2 separate regions of the Mus musculus genome follow, and region 1 is linked to region 2. Evidence: chromatin contacts called from public promoter capture Hi-C data. All regions are on one chromosome and are shown on one strand. Each heading gives the region's core, a stretch centred on a gene start, on an enhancer-like site or on the middle of the called end of the contact. The rest is flanking DNA. Distances are from core to core; before and after follow the strand shown. Region 1 holds the start of A930038B10Rik (a long non-coding RNA gene). Region 2 holds the start of Syt15 (synaptotagmin XV).

The links. Promoter capture Hi-C pulls out the DNA fragments that hold promoters and counts their contacts.
Region 1: a promoter capture Hi-C map of liver shows a contact between it and region 2, with 3 times the contacts expected there. The contact joins the promoter of A930038B10Rik here to the promoter of Syt15 in region 2. A contact is called at or near these places in 2 of 39 promoter capture datasets (both in liver) and 2 of 115 datasets of contacts at active chromatin or transcription factors (embryonic limb bud and embryonic stem cells).

What each region holds. Positions count from the first base shown.
Region 1 is chr14:34,758,913-34,761,704 of GRCm38.p6, forward strand. A930038B10Rik (a long non-coding RNA gene) reads left to right here and starts at 1,283. Exons shown (of 5, transcript XR_001781218.2): 1 at 1,283-1,360.
Region 2 is chr14:34,218,521-34,221,412 of GRCm38.p6, forward strand. It overlaps Syt15 (synaptotagmin XV), which reads left to right and starts at 1,526. Exons shown (of 8, transcript NM_181529.4): 1 at 1,526-1,660; 2 at 2,473-2,668. The coding sequence starts at 1,654.

The DNA of each region.
Region 1 (2,792 bases), core at 33-2,532, 540 kb after region 2:
AATCAATCAATCAATCAATCAATCAAGGTAATAAAAATAATTTCACATGTATATATAAAAAATATCTTATGTCTGTATGGTTGTACACTTGACAAAATAAATCTGATAGCCTATGGCTTAGGCACAAAATAGGTAGGACATTCGGGAGGCAGAAAGGATTCTGGGAGCCAGGAGCAGGAGATTTGCCTGGGAAGATGTAACAAGACAGACACATGGTATCTGAGCACGGGTGACTAGTCACATGGCAGAATATAGATTAAAATAAACGGGTAATCATAAATTATGACCTACTCAGATAAGAACCTAGTTATATGGCCAAGATATTTATAAATATATTTTGAGCCTGAGTCTTAATTCCTGGGAGCATGGGGCTGGGAGGTAGAAAGAACCAGGACAAAACTTCTACACAGGTGTAAAGAGGTCACGGGTGGAGAATGTTTCAGAAGCCCTCCCTCAGCAAGTGAGATCATTGTAATTCCATTATCATCTGAGTGTTGCACCCTACGCTGGTCCTGCACACCATCGGTCTCAGAATATGCTGACTTGGAAACGAGCCTTATGTGATCTTCAGCTGCTGCAGGTAAGGCTCCCTTCTTGTTGCTCTCACCAGCTTCACATTCATGGTGGGGAGAGCCTATCATGCCCAGTTAGACTCACACAGAGGCAGAAAGGACCAGGATTAAATCCATATCTATTCGATGCCCAAGCCGGTTCCGGCACCCCGATCCCTCCTCCTCTGGTGGTATTACTTCTTGTTGGTTCCCGAGTCACCCCATCCAGAGTTTGTTGATGTCAGGAAACTGGTTTTGTTCATGTTTCAATACACAACATGTTAGGAGTGTAGCTTAGAATAACTTTATCTTGACCAGTTGCTAAAAATAAATTCCAATTTGTCTTAGCAAGGAAAATCCCATTTAAGGATCTAGAGAGCTGTGTTCAATGATGCAGGCTCAGAATCTCAGCACTTGGGAGACTGATTCTGCAGGATTGTGGTTCAAAGCAGACTGGGCAAATCAGGGAAACACTGGCATACACACATAAAAGAAAATGAAGTCCCAAAGAAGCGGTAATTTGAAGCATTAACACTCTAGGAAGATTTTAGTTAAGAAAAACAAGATTAATCTGAGAGGCTACCTCCAGGTTGAGTGACTGATAATGCAATTTGTGTGTCGGACAGACTTCCCTGACTAGTCAGAAAACTAAGCAAATTATTAACTTAGAGGTAGCAAAACTACAGGAGAAAGTCAATGTGACTTATTGGGTAATATTTATACAGCTGAAAGAGTGAACATTGGACAAAGGTGACCTTAAAATAATCTTCTAAGGGGGACAGTCAATGGAGAAACCTAGAAAACCTGGGGTAAGCATCATGTTTAGAAGAAATAGTTCAAGGACCTGGGTGGACACTGCTTAGGACCTCACTGAAAATCTCTCTCTCTCTCTCTCTCTCTCTCTCTCTCTCTCTCTCTCTCTCTCTGTGTGTGTGTGTGTGTGTGTGTCTCTCTTACTCCCTGCCACCCTCTTTCCCTCCCTCTCTTTCTCTGTCTGTCTCTGTCTCTCTGTCTCTCTCCCTTTTTCTCCTCCCTCTCTCTCTTTGTCTCTCTCTTCCTCCCCCTCTCTTCCTCTCTTTCTATCCTTCCCCCTCTGTCTCTCTGTCTCTGTCTCTGTCTGTCTCTCCCTCTAAACCTCTCCTCCTCTCCCCCACCTTCTCCTTCCCCTCTCCTTCCCCTCCGTTCCCCATTCCTCTCTCTTTATCTCCTTGACAGAGGGTTTCAGCCCTGCTGGCCTCAAATTTGCTGTACAGTAGAGACTGACCTTGCATTTCCGATTCCCCTCCCTCTACTCTCCAAATGCTGTGATTACAAGTGTGTGGCACTACACCTGTCCTTTCACTGTTAAAGCTTTTGGCATTTGAACCTAAACACTTGTTTGTTGAGATGGAATCTTATAGTCCAGTCTGGTCTAAAGCTCTTGATCTTCCCACCTTAGCCTCCTGGTGCTGGGATTTGTTATAGATTTGTGCCACCCCTGACCCCTGACAACACACATAAAACTGATCTTTATAGCCATGCCTGCTGACATACAACTGCAATGCCAGTTACCCAGGAGGTGTGAAAGGGTAGATGGGACAATAGATCAGTGGTAGGAAGTTTGCCTAATATGCATTGAGGCCCTGGGGTTCATCCCAGGACTGTAGCACTGTATTACCACCACCTAAACAAACAAACAAACAAACATACATACATACAAACAAACACTTCTCTGGAACTTAGGTTTAGACATTTAGTATCGTCAGTATGTCTGGGCCTGGCTTTGGGGTGGAACCCACATCCTGAGTTGAACCCGTAGACCATGAACAGGTTTCTAAACTACTTGAGCATGTATTTTTGCATGACTGGCCATGTGAGCCTTCAGATGGCATTTGGTGACTGAATTGAGATAGTAGAGGACAAATTTGGGAGGTTACAGTTGTCAGCATTTTAGATAGTTGCATGGCATCCCGTGGAAAATGCAACAGCAAGAACCAAATACCACAGGCATGTGCACCACTTCTCCAGCCTCTTCTACTTCACACTTCTGTCATCTGGGATGAAAACTTAAGCACAGTTCTTATAAAAATAGCTCTCTTGTCCCAATCTCCTGCTATATATACACTAGACTTGGTCAAACCACATCCTGTACGCAGCCTTTGGCTCACTGAACAGCGCTCGTATGCCATGCATGAGCTACTGCGTGTCCAGATGGAAATAGCACACCCGGACTCATAGTAAAGACATTTATTTTTAGGTGTT
Region 2 (2,892 bases), core at 276-2,775:
TCACTGACTCTTGGTCAAAAAGATTTTTAAAAAAAACTTCTCAGTTTAACAGTTTTTGTAATCCATCCAGCCTTGTGCTTTTATGCCTGATCTCTTAAGTGAACATTGGCGTCGCTCAAAGAAGGCTCTATGTTGAACATAGCAGTCATCTAGGATGGTAGAGCAAAGCTGAGTGAACTGGAACTGTTAAACTTAATTCCACCCTGGCCTTTCTACTCCCCTTCCTCTCAGCAACTGTCCTGGCAACACAGTGAGATTGGAGAGTCCAGGGCTCAGAATGATCAAGGAGATGCTGAGGCTTCTCCAAGCCCCTCACCTTTCCTCCCAGCTGTGCGTTAGACATCCGTATGTGTTAGTTCCTACTGCTGCAATGACAGCAGTGCCAAGGTCAGAGGCTGAGGTGTGCCTTCGTGGTAGTCCCGACCTGGAGGTCCAGTATACTAGGAGAGGTTCCAGAATGTCACTAATTAGGGACAGCAGACTGCAGCTCTGGGACCTCTGTCCCCAGGAGGTAAAGGTTCACAACTCACCCTGCCTTGCCTCAGTAGAGCCTTCCCACCAACCCACCTACCTATGCGGCCTTCCACCCTTCGGCAGACACCACACCAGCACCTCTGGACACCCAGCAGTAAAGTTTCATCTTTGGGTGTTACGTCTATGATTGTAAATCACAAGACGGACCATCCCTTCCCCATTTCCTTAGGCTCCCCTCTTACAGATGCCACTGGGCCTAAGACTTGAACTTTACACACCTTCCCAGGGAAGTTCTACAGGAGTGGAGAAAGGGTGCTCGCTGAGGGTGTGAACTCACAGGTAGGAATCCTTGGAGATCCCTGCAGAGCCCCTAGGGGAAGCCTCTCATCATCAAAACAGCCAGATAAAAATCACCATGACAACCCTATATAGAGAAGATCCAGTTAATGATCACCTGGGTCAGATTGTCACCTTGGTAGCGGCCATCCCTTACACACTTTTTAAGTCACCGCTAAGACTGTCAAGGTGGTGAGAGCCTCTGATGTTCACTTGAATGCTCTTGAGGTGTTAGTGCTAACCTAAGTGAGAACGGCTTGGGCAAGAAATTGGGAGTGACAGATCGGGTTGGAAACCTGGACATCTGGCCTTGTGGAACCTGAGTTCCACACAGCTGCTGGGACAACTAGACCGGTAGGTCTGTGCACAGGAGCCAAACCGGGTTGGGGTCTAGAAGGAGGTGCAACTCAGCTCTCGAAGGACATCAGTGGAAGACCCTGACCGCAGGCTCCGCGCATGCCAGAGCCACCTTGTCCACTGCCAGACGCTGGTGAAGAAGGCTCTGCTCTACCCTCAGTGATGGGAGTGACTCCGTACCTGGCAGGGGCCGCAGGAAGCTGCTCGTGCCTCTGGCAAGGGCCCCTAGGACCTACCCCTCCCGCTTTCCGGACTTGCAGCAGCGCCTCCGAGCCCCTCCCGGGCCAGGGCCAGCACCAGGGCGGGGCGTCGCTGTGACCTGGGGCGCTGGAGCCCTGCCTCCCGGCCACCCCGCATCAGTCTTCACTTTCTGGAGGCTGCAGTGCGGAGACTCTCGGCGCCCGCCTGCCCGGGCCCCGCGCCGCGCTGTCCAGGCAGCAGCCTAAGTCTTAGAGCACGGGAGCCGCGCCGCCCAGGAGCTACCGGATGGCAGGTAAGTGACCTCACCTCCTATCCCTGTCTTAGGGCGTGGAGTCTACTCTCTGCCAACAGTTCAAATACTTGTCTCGACCCTGCCAACCTCGGAAATGGAGTAAAAGGTGTAGCTAGCTCTTCTCAGACAGTTACCGTTATGATGTGTATGGGTCCCGCCTTCTCAAGCATCTATCTAGAACCCTGAACCTGGGAAAACCCACACCCGCCGGTCTCTGCAAGTGAGACCAAGCCTCTAAGCTTTGTTGATAGCTCCAGGCATAGCCTCCAAAGTCCCTGAAAATGTGGGAGTCCAAGGATCTCCATTTTTTTTTAAATCAGCCTAACGGGTTACAATAGGCTTCACTGCCTGCCACCTCCCACCGAAAGCATGGGTTCCCTTGATAGAGGGCAGGGTCGGGGAAGAGACTGACTGGACACTGACTACAGATCTTGGAGTGTGTGGGGACTCCCATCTGATTCCAGGTCTCCCCACCACCACCAACCCCCAAAACTGAGCTCTGCCAAGCCACGGGATAGCAATTCCTTCCTGGACTTAAGTGCATGGCACCCACACCCAAGTTCACATCCAAACCCTAGCAGGAACCCTGGGAAGGTTTGCTTTCTACTCTGGAGCACAGCCGCCACCAAGTGCAGGGCCAACTGTTCCCAGGGGAAATCTTTTGGGCTGAGACCAGCAAACATTTTACTTATGTGCCGTTCCTGGGTTGGGGCACTGTCTAACTCTGCTCACTCCCAAGGACAGAGTTGTGTGAGTTGGTGGGTGGCTTTCCTCACCCGGCTCACAGCCTGCACTGGTGGTCTCTGCCTCAGAGCAGCTGGCCTTCCTGATAGGAGGCATCATTGGAGGGCTGCTTCTGCTGATCGGAGTGAGCTGCTGTCTGTGGAGGAGGTTTTGCGCCACCTTCACCTATGAGGAACTGCCAGAGACGTCAGACCCGGCCACCATCTCTTACTTCAGCAGAAAAGAGGACAGGCTCTACCAGTATTCTGGGACCCCACCTGGCAGGTAATGTTCTGGGCCTTTCTTTCTCTAAGGCTTTGCTCAGATTTTTGCTAGTGGGACAGGACAAGGTGGCAAAGCAAAGTTTTGTTGTGGGGTGCCTCTCTCAGGCTGTCAGCATGCTGGAAACTATGCCAAGAAACCCCAGAAACCTCACAACAAGCTGGAGGCAGGCGCTGTAACCCCATTTTCCTGCTGGCAAAACTGATTCCGAGGATATAAAAAACAAG